Regions from separate parts of the Mus musculus genome. Here all the other regions are linked to region 1. Evidence: chromatin contacts called from public promoter capture Hi-C and targeted proximity ligation data. All regions are on one chromosome and are shown on one strand. The core of a region is the stretch at or near the end of the contact, and the rest is flanking DNA. Distances in the headings are between cores, read along the strand shown. Region 1 holds the start of Osbp (oxysterol binding protein). Region 2 holds the start of Ms4a10 (membrane-spanning 4-domains, subfamily A, member 10). Region 3 holds the start of AW112010 (expressed sequence AW112010). Region 4 holds the start of Ms4a13 (membrane-spanning 4-domains, subfamily A, member 13). Region 5 holds the start of Fam111a (family with sequence similarity 111, member A). Region 6 has its middle 7.0 kb from the start of Ms4a4a. Region 7 holds the start of Dtx4 (deltex 4, E3 ubiquitin ligase).

Evidence for each region. Promoter capture Hi-C pulls out the DNA fragments that hold promoters and counts their contacts.
Region 2: a promoter capture Hi-C map of liver shows a contact between it and region 1, with 4 times the contacts expected there. A contact is called at or near these places in 6 of 39 promoter capture datasets (the 3T3-L1 cell line, hippocampal neurons, liver and 2 more) and 1 of 130 datasets of targeted methods (embryonic stem cells).
Region 3: a promoter capture Hi-C map of liver shows a contact between it and region 1, with 5 times the contacts expected there. A contact is called at or near these places in 4 of 39 promoter capture datasets (hippocampal neurons, liver and neural stem cells) and 4 of 130 datasets of targeted methods (effector CD8 T cells, large pre-B cells, memory CD8 T cells and 1 more).
Region 4: a contact with region 1 is called in a promoter capture Hi-C map of stem cell-derived epiblast-like cells, with 4 times the contacts expected there. A contact is called at or near these places in 2 of 39 promoter capture datasets (pre-B cells and stem cell-derived epiblast-like cells).
Region 5: a targeted proximity ligation map of memory CD8 T cells shows a contact between it and region 1, with 6 read pairs. A contact is called at or near these places in 2 of 39 promoter capture datasets (hippocampal neurons and neutrophils), 1 of 484 Hi-C or Micro-C datasets (cortical neurons) and 2 of 130 datasets of targeted methods (bone marrow-derived macrophages and memory CD8 T cells).
Region 6: a targeted proximity ligation map of bone marrow-derived macrophages shows a contact between it and region 1, with 4 times the contacts expected there. A contact is called at or near these places in 2 of 39 promoter capture datasets (hippocampal neurons and macrophages), 4 of 484 Hi-C or Micro-C datasets (CD4 T cells, cortical neurons and pro-B cells) and 2 of 130 datasets of targeted methods (bone marrow-derived macrophages and memory CD8 T cells).
Region 7: a promoter capture Hi-C map of hippocampal neurons shows a contact between it and region 1, with 4 times the contacts expected there. A contact is called at or near these places in 8 of 39 promoter capture datasets (cranial neural crest, hippocampal neurons, liver and 4 more), 2 of 484 Hi-C or Micro-C datasets (cerebral cortex and muscle stem cells) and 2 of 130 datasets of targeted methods (astrocytes and bone marrow-derived macrophages).

What each region holds. Positions count from the first base shown.
Region 1 is chr19:11,964,451-11,967,277 of GRCm38.p6, forward strand. It overlaps Osbp (oxysterol binding protein), which reads left to right and starts at 1,394. Exons shown (of 14, transcript NM_001033174.1): 1 at 1,394-1,846. The coding sequence starts at 1,491.
Region 2 is chr19:10,973,359-10,976,185 of GRCm38.p6, forward strand. It overlaps Ms4a10 (membrane-spanning 4-domains, subfamily A, member 10), which reads right to left and starts at 1,342. Exons shown (of 9, transcript NM_023529.3): 1 at 1,261-1,342.
Region 3 is chr19:11,049,159-11,051,985 of GRCm38.p6, forward strand. It overlaps AW112010 (expressed sequence AW112010), which reads right to left and starts at 1,408. Exons shown (of 3, transcript NR_102366.1): 1 at 1,230-1,408.
Region 4 is chr19:11,195,294-11,198,120 of GRCm38.p6, forward strand. Ms4a13 (membrane-spanning 4-domains, subfamily A, member 13) reads right to left here and starts at 1,444. Exons shown (of 7, transcript NM_001347435.1): 1 at 1,252-1,444. It overlaps 4930526L06Rik (RIKEN cDNA 4930526L06 gene), which reads left to right and starts at 1,524. Exons shown (of 3, transcript NR_045317.1): 1 at 1,524-1,671.
Region 5 is chr19:12,572,113-12,574,939 of GRCm38.p6, forward strand. It overlaps Fam111a (family with sequence similarity 111, member A), which reads left to right and starts at 1,413. Exons shown (of 4, transcript NM_026640.2): 1 at 1,413-1,468.
Region 6 is chr19:11,367,052-11,369,878 of GRCm38.p6, forward strand. No RefSeq gene overlaps it. Among named protein-coding and RNA genes, the nearest start is that of Ms4a4a, 7.0 kb to the right of the region's middle.
Region 7 is chr19:12,500,664-12,503,490 of GRCm38.p6, forward strand. Dtx4 (deltex 4, E3 ubiquitin ligase) reads right to left here and starts at 1,333. Exons shown (of 9, transcript NM_172442.3): 1 at 344-1,333. The coding sequence starts at 554.

The DNA of each region.
Region 1 (2,827 bases), core at 144-2,643:
TCCAGCTCCAGGGGATTTTATGCCCTCTGCTGGCATCCACAAGTACCTGCACTTAGGTGTACACACACACACACACACACACACACACACAAATCAGAAGAAATGAATAAATAAAAGTTAAACCCTATTCCTACTGCCAGGTCAAAAACTGCTACACTGTAATAGGTGTTAGATTCCCCAAAATGCAGGTTTTGGCTATTTTTGTAATAATAGTTCACAACAGCTCAATGCTGGACTAGTTACTGAAATTTGTGACCTCTAACACAGCTGTAATTAAGCTGATCAAATCTAATCATTCAACACCCAGTTCAAAACAAAACCCTAGCAATAAACAAGAGAATTAATTGTGTTTTTACCACACTAAACCTAACAAGGGCCTTTAGATTTGGAAAAGAGATATAAAGGTAGGTAGTAGGTCTTTGCCAATCTATTCTCCCCGTAAATAAGGTCGGCAACTAGATGGTCAGAATTAATAGAAGTGTATTAGAATCTAGAGTGAAGAGACAGAGGGTAGACCAGGAAAGGGAATGGGGTGAGGATTGGAGGAGTCGTGAGTCCAGGAGGGGGCCGAGGAAGCTCTCTCTGGGTTCTTCCGGAAGCAGGATATGAAAACGGAATCCCTAGGAGACCCAGGAACCATCCATCTCTCTTTATTAAGGCCATCTGCAAGTCTCAATTGAGAAGGAGGGAATTCCACAGCACACCCACATCAAGAGCATTTATAGAGACCCATCACTTCCTTAAAGCTGCAAACGTGCCTGCCCACTTGTGCATCCATGAATTTATTTGCTATCTCGGCCAACTGCAGCTTTCACTGACAATGTCCAGAACCAATCATCTCCAATCATAGCCCTGCCTCTCCACCGACAGGTGAAAGACATAGGTGTCAGCCAATAAAAAATAAGAATGAGTATGTGAAGGCTGGACTCTGCCCCATTTACTTCAATGCATTCAGTAATTGGTAGAAAGGTTTGAGCAGCTGATATCAACCACCAATCCGTAAGGGCGGAAGAGGATGAAGGGCAGCGCGATGGGCGGGGGTGACGTGGCAATGACAGAAGCATAAACTGTAATGACTGACGGAAGTACTAGCCATTCGGAGGCCAAACCGGCCGTGAGCTCTGCATTCTCCCGTCCTCGGACTTCGGAAAGCCACCAATGATTTTGTAGCCCTGCCTGATTGGCTTTCCTGTTAGCCAATCGAAAGCAGGCCTGGAGGACGCGTCGCGCCTTGAGCTTCTCACTGGGCGGAGTAGCATGACAGGCCCGAGAGAAATGCCAATGTCCGCGGGGTCTTCCGCAAGTGACACTTGGCGGCACCAATCGCCGCCCTCCTTCCCGGCAGTCGAGCCCTCCTTCCCGCGGCGGGGCTGGCGGGGCGGGGACGCTGCGCGGCGGCGGCTGAAGCGCTAGCCGTGTTGGGCGCTCCGGGCGGCGGCGGCGGAGCTCGTAGGCGGTTCCGGTCGTGTCTCTCCGGGCGGCGGCGGCTCATGGCGGCGACCGAGCTGAGAGGAGTGGTGGGGCCGGGCCCGGCAGCCATCGCGGCTCCGGGCGGCGGCGGCGCGGGTCCACCCGCGGTGGGAGGCGGCGGCGGACGCGGGGACGCGGGGCCCGGCCCCGGGGTGGCGGCCGCGACGGCGGCGACGGCGGGCGGCCCGGGCCCCGGGGCCGGAGGAGTGGCGGCAGGCGGCCCGGGCTCTGCACCGCCAGCCGCGGGCTCGGGCGGTTCGGGCGCCGGGGGCTCGGGCTCGGCTAGAGAGGGCTGGCTCTTCAAATGGACCAATTACATCAAAGGCTACCAGCGGCGATGGTTCGTGCTGAGCAACGGGCTCCTAAGCTACTACAGGTAACTGCTTCCGGGGCGCCACGCTCACCTGGCCTCCCCCCCTGTGCAGCCCACAGACCCGCGCTGTCACTCTCCGCCGGCTGGCTTCACTGCCAAGGTCGCCCTGGGTCGCTGTCTGTCACCTGCACAGGTTGACAGCTTGCAGAAGTCAGAACCTGCAGATTTGACACACTGCTCTTGTCTCCGCTGTCACCCGCCCCTAGTGCCTCATCTGCCTCCATCCCTGGGTCTTTCCTGTCAGCAATTGTTTGGAGAGCATCTGCTCTGCCATTGTATTTCCGCTACCACGTGGGTGCAATCGCTAATTCTGCAAGTAAGGCACTGTTGTGAAGCTGGAGGGGCACAGACAGCGCGAGCCCGGGCACTGTCCCTCAGGAACTTACAGTGGAAGTTACAACTCCTAACTTTTTGTGCTCTAGTCTCTAAAATTTAATGTTTCTGATACACCCTTGATATACCTGCCCATGTCTACTCAGAATACACATTCCGACATCAGAATACCACACACAGGGAGACTTTGGGATTCTGTCCACCATATGTCTTACCTCTTCAAGCATGCGCGTACTTTCTCGGTCTAGACAGTCCACAATAGAGATGTGTACTCTACCATAGCTTTTACTTTTGCCTGCCCCACCTCTTCCCATGGGAATGACTGTCTTATCCAGCAGTCACCGTGCACCTTTTAGTTTTATTTAAGATTAAGTTTTATTAAAGGAAGAACACATGTTTTTGAAATGATTGTTAAGGTTTCACAGTGCTTATTTTGGTATGGTTAATGTATACTTACTGTGACTCATAGCATGGTCATAACATGTCACACTTCGGGGCTTATATTACTAGACAGAGGTGTTGAGAGGTGATTGGAGGACAGGTTATAAGCTTTCCCAACAGCCTTGCATTGTGGCTGGATGTCTTACATGCAACTGTTCATTTAGTGCGCATAGATCTCCTATCTCCCTGGGAGTTAGGACATGTTCCCAT
Region 2 (2,827 bases), core at 92-2,591, 990 kb before region 1:
GTAACCTTTTAGTGGGCCAGAACATGAATCTTCCAAGCAGACAGGCCAGGCCTAGCCCTGGCTCTGCTCCTGCATCTCAGTGTCTAAGTCTGTTTCTATGGATACACAGGAACACTAGTGCTTGCCTGAGGGTGGGCTGCAAAGATTAATTGGGCCAGGGCCAGAGGTTAGAATTTAGTAATAAAAGCCAATGATACCTGCCCTACAGCCTGAATCTCACCTGACCTCTGTCTGGTTTTCTGTTAAGAGAGGTCCCATTCTAATCTCCAGGATGGGGAGTTCATTGCTTCTATCTGACTCCTGCTCAGAGCAAGGAGGAAATCAGCTATGGGATCCTGATAGCTGGGAAGGTTGTGTCGAGGAGAGTGTGTGGAGACAGTTATCTGGGAGCACACAGGACTGCCCTTCAGGATTTTGTCTGCAGAGCAATGAGCTGGTTGCCAGGGAATGTCTAGAATGGATAAGATCTGTCCATGGGAGGTCTGGGTTAGAAGGTTGAGAAAATCTTGATGGGAATGTGACCCTAAGCAGACAGTGCAGAAGAAGTCAAGAGAGCAGAGAGGGTAGTGTAGTGTGTGTTTACACATACGTGTGTATGTGTATATAATATGTGCACATATATGTACATATATGTAGATGTATGTATGGGCATGTTAGGCAGAGAAAGGCAGGTACCGAGAGGTATGGAGTCAGTGTGACAGAGTGGCTGCTGGCAGCCACCCTTAGAAGATTGGGTTTTCAGTTATGTTAGGTCAGAAGGGGCCCTGGCATTTGCAAAGTAAACTTTCTCGAGGTCTCAGGGCTGGGCACTTGGTGTAAAGGGAAGATATGGGAAAAAGAGGGTGGAATTTCCCAAGTGTCTTCCTTGCTTTGCTTTTTCAAATCTGTCTCTCTGTGTGCTCAAGGTTCCAGGGTTAGAAGGGACGGGGTGTCATTCCTCTTAGCTCTCAGAATCACCAACTGATCCTGGGTAGTGGGCTGGGCTCCTGGTAGCAGACTCCTTCCTGGAGAGAGGCCCGTAGTAACCCCACTTCCCAGGACTTCATAGCATGGAACATTTGTTCTCCAGCTGTTGTGGACATTGCTTGATAAACAGTTCCTGTTCACTTCTGGGGGGGTCAAGTTTCAGCCACTCACCACCAGCTTGCAGCTACTGACTGACGAGCACAAGAGGCTGATCTCTTGTGTTAAGACTGAACCCCACTTGAGGCCCTGATGACCCTCCCTTGTTTGTTTCTGCTGTGGAGAGGGGGTACTCACCTGGCCCCGGGAACTCTGTTGTAGGCTTCAGCTGTGCCTGACCATCCAGAGCTGCCTCAGCACAGAGCCAGAGGTGGAAATCAGAACATCTTTATGGCTTTAGACTTTGGATTCTTTTCTTTCTGGGACCCACCCCTTGCTCACACTCCCAGCTAATCAGAGATGCATGTCTGGACTAGATCCTTCAAAACCATCTGCTTCCAAACCTGGGCAGGTGAAGATCTGAGTCTCCTTCCTTATGTCTCCCTTTAACAGCTGAGACAGTTAATGTTGCAGTGATGACATTTCAGTTCATGGAGCAGTTCATTGTCAAGTTGGTGAAGGCAGCATTTGAATGAGTTGATTATTAAAATTCTCAAATTTTTATTTGTGTGTGTGTGTGTTGATGTGGGTGGCTGATATGAGTGTGTGATTGATGTGTGTCTGTGTGTCTGTCTGTGTGTCTGTGTGAGTGTGTGTAGGTCAGAGGACTTTGTGAAATTGATTCCTTCTTTCCACCTTTCCACAGTGCTGAGGTCTGAACGGATATTGTCAGGTTGTGCAGTAACTTTAGCTTCTGAGACACCTTTCTGGCCCCTCAAAGAATCTTTTAATTTTTTGAAAGTTAAAGTATCCACAATAGTGGTTACAATGACCCTGCCCTGGGCCTTGTGTCCCTCCTCAAACCAGCCATGGTCATCCTAAGTTCTTGCTTGACTTTGGTCTCTGGTGGTAAGCCAGACAGATGTATTGTCATCTGTGTAAGCATGGTAGTGTTTGTCTTAAAAGGTATGGTCACGTGACCACAAGTAACAGGAAGCCCTGATTGAGAGTGAAGTCCAGCCACCACCAAGCTTGCAGCGCATGTGACTTACAGAGAACTTATATCTAAGGCATGTTTGGATCTTGACCATGGACATGGTGAGATGAGAATGTGTAACTTCAAGCTGTCCAGTCTGTCTCATGCAGAACTAGATAACTACTGTGCTTTTTCTATCTTTTTCCTCTGGTTTTTAAAGACGGAGAATACACATTTAATTGTTAATATTTAATATACATATTAAAGTGTATGCAGCATATGCAGTTAGGTAAATTTGTATGTATATATGTGTATGTTGGTTTATTTGTGTGTATTATTCTCTATCTTACTTTTCTTTCTTTTTTAAAAAACGATTTTATTATTTAATATGTATAATTGTTTTTGTTTGTATGCATGTCTGTGCACCACATGCGTGCCTGGCACTCTCAGAGGCCAGAAGAGGGTGTCAGATCCCTTTGAGCTAGAGCTACTGACAATTGTAACTGCCATGTGGCAAGTGGGTGCTCGGGAGGAATCAAACCTTGGTCCTCTGGAAGAGCAGCCAGTACGCTTAACTACTGCTGAGCTGTCTCTCCAGTCTTCTTACTGTGTGTGTGTGTGTGTGTGTGTGTGTGTGTGTGTGTGTGTGTGTGAGACCACGTGTACACACACAGAGGCACGTGCACACACACAGAGGCACGTGCACACACTAAAGTTAGTGTTATTGACGATGCTCCAAAATGGAATTAACCTGGTTATCCATCAACAGGTAAATCAATTAAACTGATA
Region 3 (2,827 bases), core at 158-2,657, 920 kb before region 1:
CTAGCTGCATATGCATCAGAAGATGGCCTAGTCGGCCATCAGTAGAAAGAGAGGCCCATTGGTCTTGCAAACTTCATATGCCTCAGTGCAGGGGAACGCCAGGGCCAAGAAGAGGGAGTGGGTGGGTAGGGGAGTGTGGGGGGGAGGGTATGGGGGACTTTTGGAATAGCATTGGAAGTGTAAATGAAGAAAATACCTAATTAAAATAAAATAAAAATTAAAAAAAAAAAAAAGAAATTCTTCGCTTTGCATACCTCTGGCTCTTTATTTAAACTCCATGTTAGAAACTGAGTGATAAGCCCAGGTGGGGCCAAGTCACTGGACCCCTTTGCTCTGCTTCTCAATGAAGTCACAATGAATTCATTTTTTTCTACCTTCCACTCTTATTTGTTTAGTTGGCCCATTAAGGACTGGGTAGATGAATCTGGATTGCTTGAGCCTGGACTCTGACCCTGACAATTCTAGGTGCAGTCTGGAGCAAAACAGAGAGGCTCCTCTGGGTAAGAGTAGGATGTGAGGTCATGGACAAGAACAGTCAGAAAAGTGAGATGGTTAAAGGCTAGAGGGGGAAGGCAAAGCTAACATGGAGAGAGCAGGGCCTGTATCAAATGTTTTTTTCTAGGGCAGAGGAAGATTCTAACTACATACAGGGTGCCTCATCTTCAGAAGAGGGTACAGACTCCTGCCATTGTTCTGAGCTTTTAGAGAAAGCTAGATCATTAAAAAGTCTGCTGGGCTGGAACAGAGCTATTTTAAAAGGGGAAGGAATTAAGGCCTCTGCACGTTGAGAAAAAGTCAGTGAAGTGATCCACAACTGAGGAGAAAATCAGAAAGAACTTACACAGGAGGACCCAGGAGAAACTTACGCTTAAGTCCTTTGCTTTGTCCTTTCCAGATATTTCCGTGTGCGTGTGTGTGTGTGTGTGTGTGTGTGTGTGTGTGTGTGTGTATTTCCCGCAGCGCCTGGCTGGCCCTTCATATGCCTACCTAGTGCTGTCTCCTCTCTACATCCCAGGCTTAGAATTGAGTTCTGTGGTGTCAGACAGGAGATACCCACCCCACAAGAACTATATCTTCCTGGAAAAACAGACTTAGAAATAATAACAAACTAAATGCAAGCTTTCAAAGACAGAAGGTGACACTCATTCTCTCCAGTAAGCTGGGATGAGGCCTTCCATGGGCCTTCTTACCCACTATAGATTTCCCCTTACAGATCAAGAGGTACTTACGGGAGACATCTTGCAGCTCAGGTTGTCTGCTAGACTCCTGCTGATCTTCTCTTTGGTTTTTTATATAAAGTTTGAGAATGTCAGTTTCACTTTCCCTTTGAATTGCTTTGGGGCACTATTTGCTAAACAGGAGTGGACTGAAAAACCCCGAGTCTGAGAGAAGTTTACACAATTAGTTGGCCTATCCCACAAACAAACAGGAAGATCTGCAAACACAGCCCAAGAGCCTTTTCCCACTTGGGAAATTCCTTGCTTGGAACACAGTACAGTGTTGCCTGAGACAACTGCTTCATCCTTGGCTATGGAAATAAGCAGACATAATATGATATTTCAATGATTTAAAGCAAATGCTGATTTTTTTTTTTTTTTTTTTTTGGTAAGAGTAACACAAGTACATGGGTCAGTGGATATTCTTCAGGGCTCTCTAGGATGTGGTTTCAGGCAGGACACAGGATTACACTCAAGCGTGTATCTCCTGTGTTTGCATTTTCATCGTGGGTTGTAGGTTAAAGAATTAGCAGATGTGAATACAAGGAGAGTTCACTATTATACTGCCAGAAGCCAGAGGCTAGGAGAAGCCTGGAGGAGACTCTCCTCCCAGTCCTCCTGAAGGATGGAGCCTTGCTGACACCCTGAACTCAGACTTCCTGCCTCCAGAACCAAGGGACAATAGGTTTAATGAGCTCTCCTGTTGGTGCCACCTTGTTATCGTTGCTAAAAAGCCCATAGAGTGTCTGTGAAAGATCTTGTGTAGTGACAGGGAAGCAGTCACTGCTGGCACAGCCAGCTGACTGGTCAGATTGGGAGTAATAGAGGTGACATGGAAATATAAGGAAGAGGAGGCAATCCCCAGCAGAGACAGAAGGCCCCGCTCTCCATAGGGTGTGGTCCTTTGAGTGAGACCCCCCCACCTCATAAATTAAAAGCTTGGTTCCTGGTTGGGAACTGTTTGGGAAGAATTAGGGGGTGTAGCTTTGCTGGAGGAGGTGTGTCCCACTGTGCACATTCTCTCTCTTATTCCCTCTCTCCCTTCCCCCGATCCCCTCTCTTCTTCCTCCGCAGGAAGTACACTCTTAACTACCGCTCCAGTGCCATGCCGGCCTGCTTGATGCCCTGCTTCCCATTATGATGATTGCAGACTGTAACTCTCTGAAACTGTGGGCCTCCAAATTAATTAATTAATAAATAAGTTAATTAATTAAAATCAGTGGCCTTGGTCATATGTCTCTTCAGAGCAATAAAAAACAAAACAAAACACAACAATGAAGATAGGTGGAGGTTATCAAGTTGACTGGCAGGTCAAGAGAGCTGTCACTCAACATTGATCTTGGTCCCTTGCCTCTGAGGAGGAGGAGTGAAGGGCTTTTAGACTGGGTTGTGAGGCTCCAGAATGGAGACCCATTCTCTGTGTCCTAGGGCTCTGAGAGGGTGAGTGTATTCTAACTCAAGGAACTCGGGACATCTTTGCACTTGGAGGAAATCAACTAAAGACTCTGAAAGAGCTTATAAGGATTCCGTTTTTTGATATTTACCACTGAATAAATGAAAGCAGAGATGACTAAGATGTATTTGTTAGTTGTTAGGCTAAAGCTATACAT
Region 4 (2,827 bases), core at 194-2,693, 770 kb before region 1:
ACTGTTAATAGTCCCTCAGGGTAGGGGTGAAGCCTCCAGAGCCCTTCCTCCCTCTAATGAAAAAGTTGATGACTCTAGTGTTGGGTAGGTGACCACATCTGTAGTGAGTTCATGAGTGCATCACCCATGTTACATTCAGAGGACAATGTTGCACAGCCCTTTCTACCACTTCTGACTTTAAATCTTCCTACCCTCTCTTCTATAACGTTCATGGAGCCTTGGTGTGTGTGTGTGTGTGTGTGTGTGTGTGTGTGTGTGTGCGCGCGTCCCAGAAAAATGATTTAAAACATCTAAAACGTTTTTACTTTAAAATAATTGTGTATCTGCATGTGTGTTTGGATGCCTATGAAAAAGGGTGTCAGGTCCCCTGAAGTTTAAGTTGGCACCGAGCTGCCTGATAAGAGTGTTAGCAATTAAACTCTGGTTCTCTGCAAAAACAGCAAGATTCATGACCACTGAACCAGCTCACCAACCTCAAAAAAGATTTTTTAAAATAAAATGAAGAGAATGACATCTTCAGAGGACACACCAATTTCTTCATGAACTGCTTCCTGCCCACCTTCCCCTCTCACTTGGTCACTCGGACTTCATAGCTTAACAACCCTGGTAGTAACCCTTTCCCCAAAGCCTGCTTGTGCTACAAGGTAGCTAGATACACAGATGTTTGTCTTAACATTTTGCCCGTAATTCCTGCCACATTGTGTTGCAAATTTTTTTCAAGACTAACTTCAAATCACTTTGTTGTCCCCAGAAATTATAAAGTTCATTTCCATGTGTTCGTGGTCATTCCTGCTTAATTCCCTGGCCATATGCATTCAGTTACTCCCCTCTTTCTTCCCCCTTTTCTGATAAATATTTTAAGTGAATACTTTACTTAAGGTGACTAGTGGCGAACCTTGATGTTACAGTCATGAGAAGTATTTTACTTTTCACCTCACATCATGATACACCCATATACCGGCAGTCAGTACTAGATGAAATCTAGAAGGAGTGGGTGGGAATAAGTAGCTGCTGGCAGCTACTTGTGAGGTCAAGGCAGGACGATTGCTCAGCCCAGGAATTCTAGAGCAATCTTGTCAACACAGTGAGACCCCACATTTCAAAAAGTAAATAAAAGTATTTTTTAGAAGGTCAAACGAGAGGGTATAAAAGATGGAGAATGGAGATGTGCCCACCTCTCTTTCCTCAACCCCCTTTCTCCAGACCGTGTCCATTTTGATGCTTAGCAAAAGTAAAGAGGCACACTGTTACCTCACATTTCAGTTGTCCCAAGACCCAAGGATCCAGTTTCACCCTATCAGGCCTAGGCACAGGCTGAAGAGAAGGATCACCGTGGATGGTGCTCTCAGCGCTAGATCTGGCTGCATAGCCATCAGAGGCAGCAGCGCGCAGTCTAGCTCCCAGGTGGTTGTCAAGCTCCTCAAGCCGCCGGGTTGTCAAGGGCAACAGCCCTCTCTTAGGGCAGAGGGATGAGAACCAGTGCGCAGACTCACTGGGGCCTGCGGGCCACGCCCTGGTCCCTCACTTCGATCCTCTTCTGGAGTTTCTAGTAATGGCTTCCCTGGACATGGCTGGAACACTGCCTCTTCAGGGATGCTTCTCCTAAGATAGAATGGCCGCAGAGACCTGATCGTTTACCACACATTTCAGAAGGTTTCAAGTTGTAAAAAGGCAAGTAAATGAGTTAATAGTTTACTCTTCTTCCACCCTCCTCCAAATATAAATGGCTAAAGAAATTAATGAAGAGACTCTTTAGGAAATGATTAAAATGACTGCTTTGACCCACCCGCTGGGGACATTTTACTATGCAGGCTCTCTGCACCGTATTGGTTTTGGATTTGATATGAGGCAGTAGTTCAACGTTTGTGAAGAGAAACATAAAGATGCATAGATAGCTATGAAAAGATAAAGAATACTCTACTACTGGAGAGCAAATGGGGAGACAGAAAGGAAAACCTGTTTTCTCTAGGGAGCACAGGCCACCTGCCGAGCACCGAAGACTTCCTGAGGGCTTAAAGACCCTTGGACAGTAGATGCTCCTTTAACCAGAGCATGCTGTGAGCTTTCATTTATTCCTGGAAGACTTAAAATTCTGGCTTACATTGCAAATATTTCGTGGATGATAATCCTTTTATGAAGGATAATCTTTTTATAATATATATTCATATAGTATTATATTATTTATATTTCATTATATGTTACATAGTATACATAAAATAGATATGTATACATAAATATATTTAAATATATTTATATGTAGCCGGGCAGTGGTGGCTCACAGCTTTAATCCCAGCACTTGGGAGGCAGAGGCAGACAGATTTCTGAGCTCGAGGCAAGCCTGGTCTACAAAGTGAGTTCCAGGACAGCCAGGACTACACAGAGAAACCCTGTCTCAAAAACAAACAAACAAACAAACAAAGAAACAAACAAAATATTATCCTTTGTCGGGCGTGGTGGCTCACGCCTTTAATCCCAGCATTCGGGAGGCAGAGGCAGGCGAATTTCTGAGCTCGAGGCCATCCTGGTCTACAAAGTGAGTTCCAGGATAGCCAGGGCTACACAGAGAAACCCTGTCTCACCCCCCCAAATATATATATATATAAATTATAAAAATTATATGAATCATATAAAATATAAATATATATTTAATTATAATGTATGTTGATAATAGTATTATGATATATTCTATATTATTTATAATATATAAATATATAAGTATATAATATTTATATAGCACTTTTAAAATTAATACACTATATGGTTCCGTATAATATAATAACATATAATGTATTATATATAAAAATAGAAAAGAGGCCCTTGGTCCTGT
Region 5 (2,827 bases), core at 163-2,662, 610 kb after region 1:
TTGTAATCTGCTCAGTCTCTGTGAGCTGCTATGGAAACAGGTTAGTTGATTCTGTGGGTTTTCTTGTGGTATGCTTGACCCCTCTGACTCCTACCATCTTCCTCCCTTTCTTCTGCAGGATTGCCCAAGCTCTTCCTAATGTTTGGCTGTGGGTTTCTGCATCTGTGTTTCCATTCATTGCTGGGTAAAGCCTTTCTGCTAATGATTATGTTAGGCGTCTGTCTGCAAGTATGAATGAATATCTTTAGTAGTGTCAGGGGTTGGCTTCCTCACATGATATGGGTCTCAAGATGGACCAGTCATCCCTGGCCACCTCCACAATTTCTGCACCACTTTTCCCCAGACTATCTTGTAGGCAGGACAATTTGTAGGTAGAATGCTTTGTGGCTGGGTTAGTGTCCCAAACTGTTCATTGGAAATCTTGTCCAGTTATAGAAGATTACTGGTTCAGGCTCTGTATCCCCCATTGCTGGGGTCACCCTTATAGATTCCTGGGACTTTCCACTGCCCTAGTTCTTTAGCCATGCCCTAAGCATCCTCCTTCTTGCCCCATAACAGTTGTGTCTCCCAGTAATCTCTTCCCACTCCCTGCCTGGCTCCCTCCCTCCTCTTCCTCCTTTTTAATCACAGCTCATATTTCTGGAGTGGACACTCTCTTTATGAGTAGAAAATATTTACTCCCAATGATGCACATCTGGAAAAAAATCAATTTATTAGGTCATCGAGATGACTCAGCATCTGCTGCCAAGTCTGACTGAGTTTGATCCACTAGACTCACATGGTAGGAAAGAGCCTGAATTCCTGAAAGTTGTGACATGTGGCATACACACACATACACATATTACACACAAATAATAAATTTAATACATTTTTGAAAAATGAGTCTTTGACAAGGATTTGCAGCTTCTTTCTGATTTGTTCAAGTACTGAAGCTGGTCTGCTGTGGGGATGTTACCCCCTAGAAAGGCCCTGAGTCCTCCAGCCTTCCTCCTCCTAGCTCATTCTCTTCCTGCCTGCAGCCAGAAAGCATGTCACTAACCTGCTGCCCTGGTCTCTCTTGCTATTTGGAAGAAAATCCCTGGACCTGCCTGAAACCAGGAGGGAACCCAGATCTAGTCCTGGCTCCTCAGCTTCCCACTGAGTCCAGTTAGCATACCTCATTTGACTAGGCTCTAAAAGGAGATCCCTGGAGAGTAGAGGACCACACCCACTCGATTGGCGGGCTTCCTTGACTAGGCGGCCCTTAGAGACCAGGGCGGATGCACACTGCGCTTGCTCTGGTCCAGTCCCGCGCTCTGAATGCAGCCAATGGACTGAAGCACAGCTGGTTGCTGTTCAGAGAAAGGACCAATCCGCAGTCTCTCCACCCTCTGAACAAAGACGTCAAATGACAGTCTGGTTCTGTTTTTTCTAAAAGACCCGGGATTCCAGCGGCTGGAGCGAAGCTGCCATAGAGTGGAAAGATCCAGTAAGTAAAAAGCCACTTTAAGATTAATTTCTTCATGTCAGAATGTGGTGTGCAGCAAATATTCACCAATATATTTAGCAAGTCTATTTCATCTTGGAATAAAAATACACAAGTGACAAATACTGATTTCTTTCTCAGGCTTGCCTAGCAGGTGGAGTGGAAGCTATCCATATTCGAATAGGTGGTTACTACATTAACCTGATTTGTCTGCTGTTTCCATCAACATAACCCAGTATGTTCTGCTGAGGACTAGAAAATACCAGTCATCTTTAGTGTTCTTTAAGGGCACTGTGACGGTTTCCTCCCAAAAGCAGACTTAATGCTAGATGTTGGGTTCAAGTGTAGCTGGTCCTAGCTGTGAGCCAGGGAAGGTGGCAGGTCCATAAACAAACTGTGCTACTCTGAAATGAAGAGTGGGTGAAATCTCAGGCACACTGGTGGCATGGGGGAACTTCTAGCGCTGGAAAGCCCTTGGGACAGAGGCAGAAGGGCTAACCCATCTGAAGGACCCAGGGAGCCCAGGGTTGTTTTCAGCATTCTAGCCTCAGCGTGCTGGTATTGATGATGTGGTAGTGTAGGAAGAGGCAGGCTTAGATCAGCTCTGGTCTTTGCCTCTGGAAAGCCTTTCTGAGAGAAAAGTAAGTAGGCAAGAATGTGCACATGGCTAGCCAGAAAATAAGCGCCTTTAAGAGAGGGGGAAGTGAAGGTGGGGGAGGGAGACAAGGGGCTGGAGAGGAAGTTATTAGGCAATAGGGAGGGACGGATGTGGCTCAGAAGCCAGAAAGAGGCTTAAAGGGGCTTGGTGGGGCAGGGCGTTATTCAGAAATAGGGAGAGTGAGAAAGGCCAGGGGAAAGAAAAAGGGGGCAAGAGAAAGGGGAAGAAGATGGAGAAAGCAATTCCAGGAAACTGTTAGGGAGACCGAGGATGGGACTTGGTACAGGCCATATTGGTTTATTGCTCTACTAAAGAAAGATAGTACATGTAAGTACTTTGTCTTCTCAAATTATAATGTGGTATACTCGGAGGAATTTGTATTCACATCATTCTAACTGAAAAAGCAAGGAGGAGTGGAGGCAGGAGGGGATCATATGCCGGGCATGGTGGCGCACACCTTTCATCCCAGCACTGGGGAGGCAGAGGCAGGCAGATTTTTGAGTTTGAGGCCAGCCTGGTCTACAAAGTGAGTTTCAGGATCCCCAGAGCTATACAGAGAAACCCTGTCTCGAAAAACAAACAAACAAACAAACAAACAAACAAACAAACGAAGGAGGGGATCATACAATGAACTTCCAAATACCTATCATATAGCAAATAATTCTGTATTAGAGGATATTTCCACCATTTTTTTTTGAGACAAA
Region 6 (2,827 bases), core at 215-2,714, 600 kb before region 1:
TCCTCCTCTAGATAAGGATAAAGAAGTTCAGAGCCATAGAATTATCTCTTTAGAAATCATTGCATCAGTTGCCGTACCACTATTTATTAGTATCATAACACGTACCAGCAGATACCGTGATTCTTCTAAACTTAAGTGCAGAGGATAACTGCCTTCTAGAGTTTTCAGTAGAGTTATATGGTTCTTTAGTACTTTTGAAAGTACTTAACAGGAATCAAACCAAGTCTTATTCTTTTTGATGTTTCTAATTTTTACAGCAGTAAAATTGTCAACTCAGCTAGTTTTTGTCAAGTTTCATTAACTTGGAAAGATTTTGTATTCATACCACAATCTTTTTTTATATTATACTGACACAAGATTCAACTGTATGAGTTGTCAGTTGCCAGATGCCAGGTCTGTGCCTTTTTGTTTCCTGTGGCAATTAGTAGCAAGCATTTGGGACTGCATCCTCCATTCTTCATAGTCCTCTGTCATGAATATATTTCCAGAGTCTGCCGCTGATATTAAATTCTCTGGAATTCTGTATTGCTGTCTCCTTCTGTTTCTTGGTACAAAATAACTTGTTATAACCCTAGTGGGACTAGTGAGGACCTTTACTTAAAGATGTATTTTTGGTTTTTGTTACACTGTAATCAACTCTACAAACAAAAGCTAAAAGAATGTATTTCAAAAGTCTGACTCTGATCTTTGCCTAGCTGTGTCTTGACTTGGGATCTTACAAGGATGTACCCATGGAGTTGGCTGAGCTATAACCTCACTAGCTGCTTCTGATCCTCTTTCATGGGCACATGGTAAGATTCATTTCCTCTCTTATGTAGAAACTGTAACACTTTTCTTTGACATCAGGGAATAAAGGTTTCAATTTCTTTTAGGATTCTTTCCAAATATCCTCTGATTTGTCCTTGTTAATACAAAGTCACCCAACAGTGGTCTACTCATAGAAATGGTATCCCCCCCACACAACACCCAGAGGTCCCATACACTCTTTATTCATATCAAAATGAACAAAGAACAAATGTTTTTCATCAGTTATGTACCAATGGACATAATGTCCAGCCTAGGGACATGTTCACTTCCTAGAAGTCCACAGAAAATGCTCACCCTGATTCCTATTTACCATAACTGCTTCTGGCTATTTAACTAATGAGAGTGATCAGATTCCTCTATCCACTTATGCACACTCATCTGTCCCTGAGATAGCCAGCAGTTTCTCATGGCTGTTAGAAATAAGGAATATTACACACAGAGATAAAGAGGTGGAAATGGGAAAAGAGAAGAGACCAAAAGCTATTTCATTCCCAAAATATGACAGGCATATTCTCCAAGAACTGCTTGTCCTAGAGTGAGGAAGTGACTGTTTTTTAGTCTTGTTTTTCAAAGAACCAGGGAAACACATGCCTCTGTGCCAAAAATAAAATGTTAATGGTGGCGTGAGAGTGTTCAGCACCAACTTACATCAATTTGTACTTCCTTATTTCTTTAGGGCTCTCAGGCAGTACCACGTCTTATACTCCAGATGGCCTGTCCCTTAGATAAAATGGTTGTAATCTTCTTTCTCGATTTCATGTTTGTTGGGGCAATACAGACAACACTACTTCCCAAAATCACATACAAAACAGTTTTCCAATGTGATAGGTCTGTTGCACACATGAACTCACAGTGGCTTTGACTACGTGCACAAGATTCGTGTGAGTCTATTGGCAGTTGATGGCTTCTAGGGAGGTAGAGTCAGTTTTCTTCAGGGCTAAGGACTTTGAGAGGCCACTTATCCATGGTCCAGTAGATTGTCTGTACTCATGTACATATAGACAATTCTAGTGAATTCAGTAGGTTTAAAAAGGAAAGAATATAAGAAGATTGGAGGGAAATGTGATGGAGGTATTAGGAAAGAATTGGAGGAATGGGAAAGGGTGGTGCATTTGGTCAATACATGTGTGTTAATCCCAACTCTCCTGAAAATCACTACTACCCTCAAAGTTACTACCACCCTCTGGGTTCTCTCATACTGTGAAGGGTATATGAATTTCTTTTGTTTTTTTTTCTAATCAATTAATTAACTAATTAATTAATTTAATACTCCAACCACAGTTTACACTTTTCTTCTTCTCTCAGTCCTTTCTCCCTACCCCCATCCTCCCTACTCCCCCATCCACTCCTCCTCCATTTCTCTTCAGAAAAGAGAAGGTCTCCCATGGATATCAAACAGTCCTGGCATATCAAGTTGCAGCAAGACTAGGCACATCTTCTCCTATTAAGGCTAGATAAGGCATCCGAGTAGGAGGAATGGGTCCCTAAGGCAGGCCACAGAGTCAAAGATAGCACCCACTCCTGCTGTTGGAGTCTCACATGAAGACCAAGCTACACAAACTATAACATATGTGCAGAGGGCCTAGTTCAGTTCCATGCAGGCTCTCTGACTGACAGTTCAGTCTCTGTGGGCCCCTGTGGACATAGGTTAGTTGATTTAGTGGGTTTTCATGTAATGTCCTTGACCCTTATGGCTCCTACAATCATTCTTCCTCCTCTTCTTCAGGATTCCTCAAGCTCTGCCTAATCTTTGGCTGTGGGTCTCTGCATTTGTTTCCATCAGTTGCTGGGCAAAGCCTCTCTGATGACAATTATGCTAGGCTCTTACCTGCAAATATAGCATAATACCATTAGCAGTGTCAGGGGCAGGCTCCCTACCATGTTCCATATTATGACATGGGTCTCAATCTGGAACAGTTCTTGTCTGGCCATCACCTCAATCTCTGCTTCATCTTTACCATACTACATCTTGTAGGTAGGGCAAATTGTAGGTTGAAGGTTTTGTGGCTGGATTAGCGGT
Region 7 (2,827 bases), core at 83-2,582, 540 kb after region 1:
TCAAGTAATGTCTTGCTGAAGAGTCAGCATTTCTTGGGGGGTGGGAGGCGGTTTGCAAAACCCTAGAGTTCTTGCACAAACGGCTACTAGGGGCTGATGGGGGCATAAAGGGGTTCTCCTGCAGCTAGGCTGAGGCTGGGTTGTATAATCAAGACTCTTTAAACTACTTGCAAGGACATTTACTTGGAGGTGGTCTTGGAATCCTGTGAGGACCTAGGGAAGAGAAGCACCTGCCCTCAACACCTATAGCTGATACCAGTGAGCAAAGCTGGCCACTGGGTGGATCACAGCGGACCCACGAGGCGGGAGCTCCTGGGACAGACAAGAGATGTGAATGGCTCACCCGTGTCTTGGCGGAACTGGTTCATGGACTGCAGGTCGATGATGTAGGGCGCGAGCCGGCTGTCCACCTGGCCCAACACCACGCTGCCCCCGGCGCGGGGACCAGCGCGCACCACCGCCTCGATGTGGTGACTCACGGCTGGGCTGTAGGGACGCCAGCGGCCGTGTTCGTTCAGCCATTCCCACACCACCACTGCCGAGGCCAGGAGCATGGCGAGCCCGGGGTTGCGGCGCGGTGCTGCCCACCTCCCGGGCCCGGCCTTCTGCGCTTCCTCCGGCGCCGCCGCCTCCGGGTCTCAACCGCGCCCCCCGGTCTGCGCCCCACCGCTGCGGGAAGCCTCAGCTGCGGCCCATGGGGGAGTCCGCAGCCGCGTAGGCACTGGGACACGGACCCCGGAGCTGCCCGTCTCCGACTGCGCTCCGCCGGGCTCCGCCGCCTCTGCCGCTGCTCCGAGGGGTCCAGCGGCTTCATGCAAAGGCCCGGCCCTGCGCACTCGCCGCCCCGCCTTGCAAAGCCACCCGGGGGCGCGCGGCCCGAGCGCGACGCTGCACCCGCCTCGCACCAGTTGCGCCTCGGGCTCCGCGGGCGCCCGCGTGGATCGCGCCGCACGGTCACGCCCTCCGCCCTCTCTCCGCTTCGAGTAAGCCGACCGCGGTGGCACAGCTCCCCCTCCCTGCGGCTCGGCTCAGTGGCCTCCAGGAGGAGTCGCCCCTCCCGGGCAGAGCGCCAAGGCGAGCTCGCGCCCGCGGAGGCTTCCCTGGTCCCCCAGTCTCGAGAGCACGCGCGCCATCCCGGTCCCAGCTGCCACTGCCAGGACCCAACTTTGCAGCCTGTTCAAATATGGAACTGTCTGTCTGTCTGTTTTCAGCTCAGCACCGGCCGTGTCCGCGGCGTGAGCTCAGAGGCTCGCATCTCCCTACAGCTCGTGCATGCATACGCATTCTCTCTCTCTCTCTCTCTCTCTCTCTCTCTCTCTCTCTCTCTCTCTCTGTCACACACACATACATCCACACCCACACACGCACGCAACACCCCCCACCCACACACACACACACACAGGAATTGCCCCACGCTCTCCTTGTTCTGTCCGTTATTACCTCATCCTCGTCTGCACCGTTCCCTAGCTGTCCATCAAAGATGCAAAAGCCACGCCCCATGGCCACTAGCACCAGCGATCTAGAGCTTCCATGCCCCCTGCTGGTCCAAATCCTCAAGTGCAGGTCAAAGGCCACACACTTGTGACCATCGAGAGCCAGTGCCAAGGGTTCCCTGCGTTTACATAGAGAGAAAAGAAGTTCTTGCTGTCCAATTTTTCTGTTAGAAGACACAAGGTAGACTAATTCATCCTGCAGTGTCTATGTAAATAAAACCATGAGACAGCAGAACAAACGCAAGCTAGACTCGCTCATTTTGATCATCAATGGCTAAAGAGGAAAGTAATATAAAGTGGGTTCTGACTAAGGGGATTGAAGCCTGTATTGCACATTATTGCTTGGCATGGTACATCACACGGGCAACTTCCACACTTGAGAAGCAAGAAGATGGAGAATTTCATGCCACATATCCAGACCAGGTCTCCAAACGAATTAAGTTAGACATTTTAAAGAGAATTATGTATTAACCTTGTCAGAAAACACACACTTTGTTTCTCCGTGGGTGGAACTGCACAATGAATCCGTTCTGACAAAGTGAAGCTGGAATTTGGAGCAATCTTATATTGGTAATGAGATTGTTAATCTTTTTTGGAATGGCTTTTCCATAGTTTCATGTGCTCCTTTTATATTTGAGGAGACAAACAGAAAACCGCTCCTAAGCAGATAAACTAGAAATTTCCAGATAGAGGAAACTTAAACTGGGGAAAGGTGTGGGTGGGTATTAAGAAATATTTAACTGTCTGCTTGCAGGACAAACAGGAAGTAGAAAGAACTAACGTTTACTTTCTGACCATTCTCTTTTGCACTCCGTCTTCTTGTGTCTACCACGATAACACGGCAGGGTAGTATAGTAGAAGTGAAATGAATGACAACACAGGAAAACATTTGCGCCTGGGTAACTTGTTAGAGAGAGTGAATATATAGTAATTAGTTGTGAGTCTGAACAGGTGAGAGGGTGCGCCAGAGAACCTGACAGCTTCTGGAACAGGCAGAAGCACAGAGGCGCTGAGGCAGCACCCTGTGTGGGCCGGGGACAGCTGGCCACCTTCCGGACCGGAGGACAGGTGCCCACCCGGCAGGGGAGGCGGCCTAAGCCACAGCAGCAGCGGTCGCCATCTTGGTCCTGGGACTCCAAGGAACTTAGGAATTTAGTCTGCTTAGGTGAGAGTCTGTACCACCTGGGAACTGCCAAAGCAACACAGTGTCTGAGAAAGGTCCTGTTTTGGGCCTTCTTCTTCGGCCAGGAGGAGGTCCAAATACAAGATATCTGCGCACCTTCCCTGTAAGAGAGCTTGCCAGCAGAGAGTGCTCTGAGCACTGAAACTCAGAG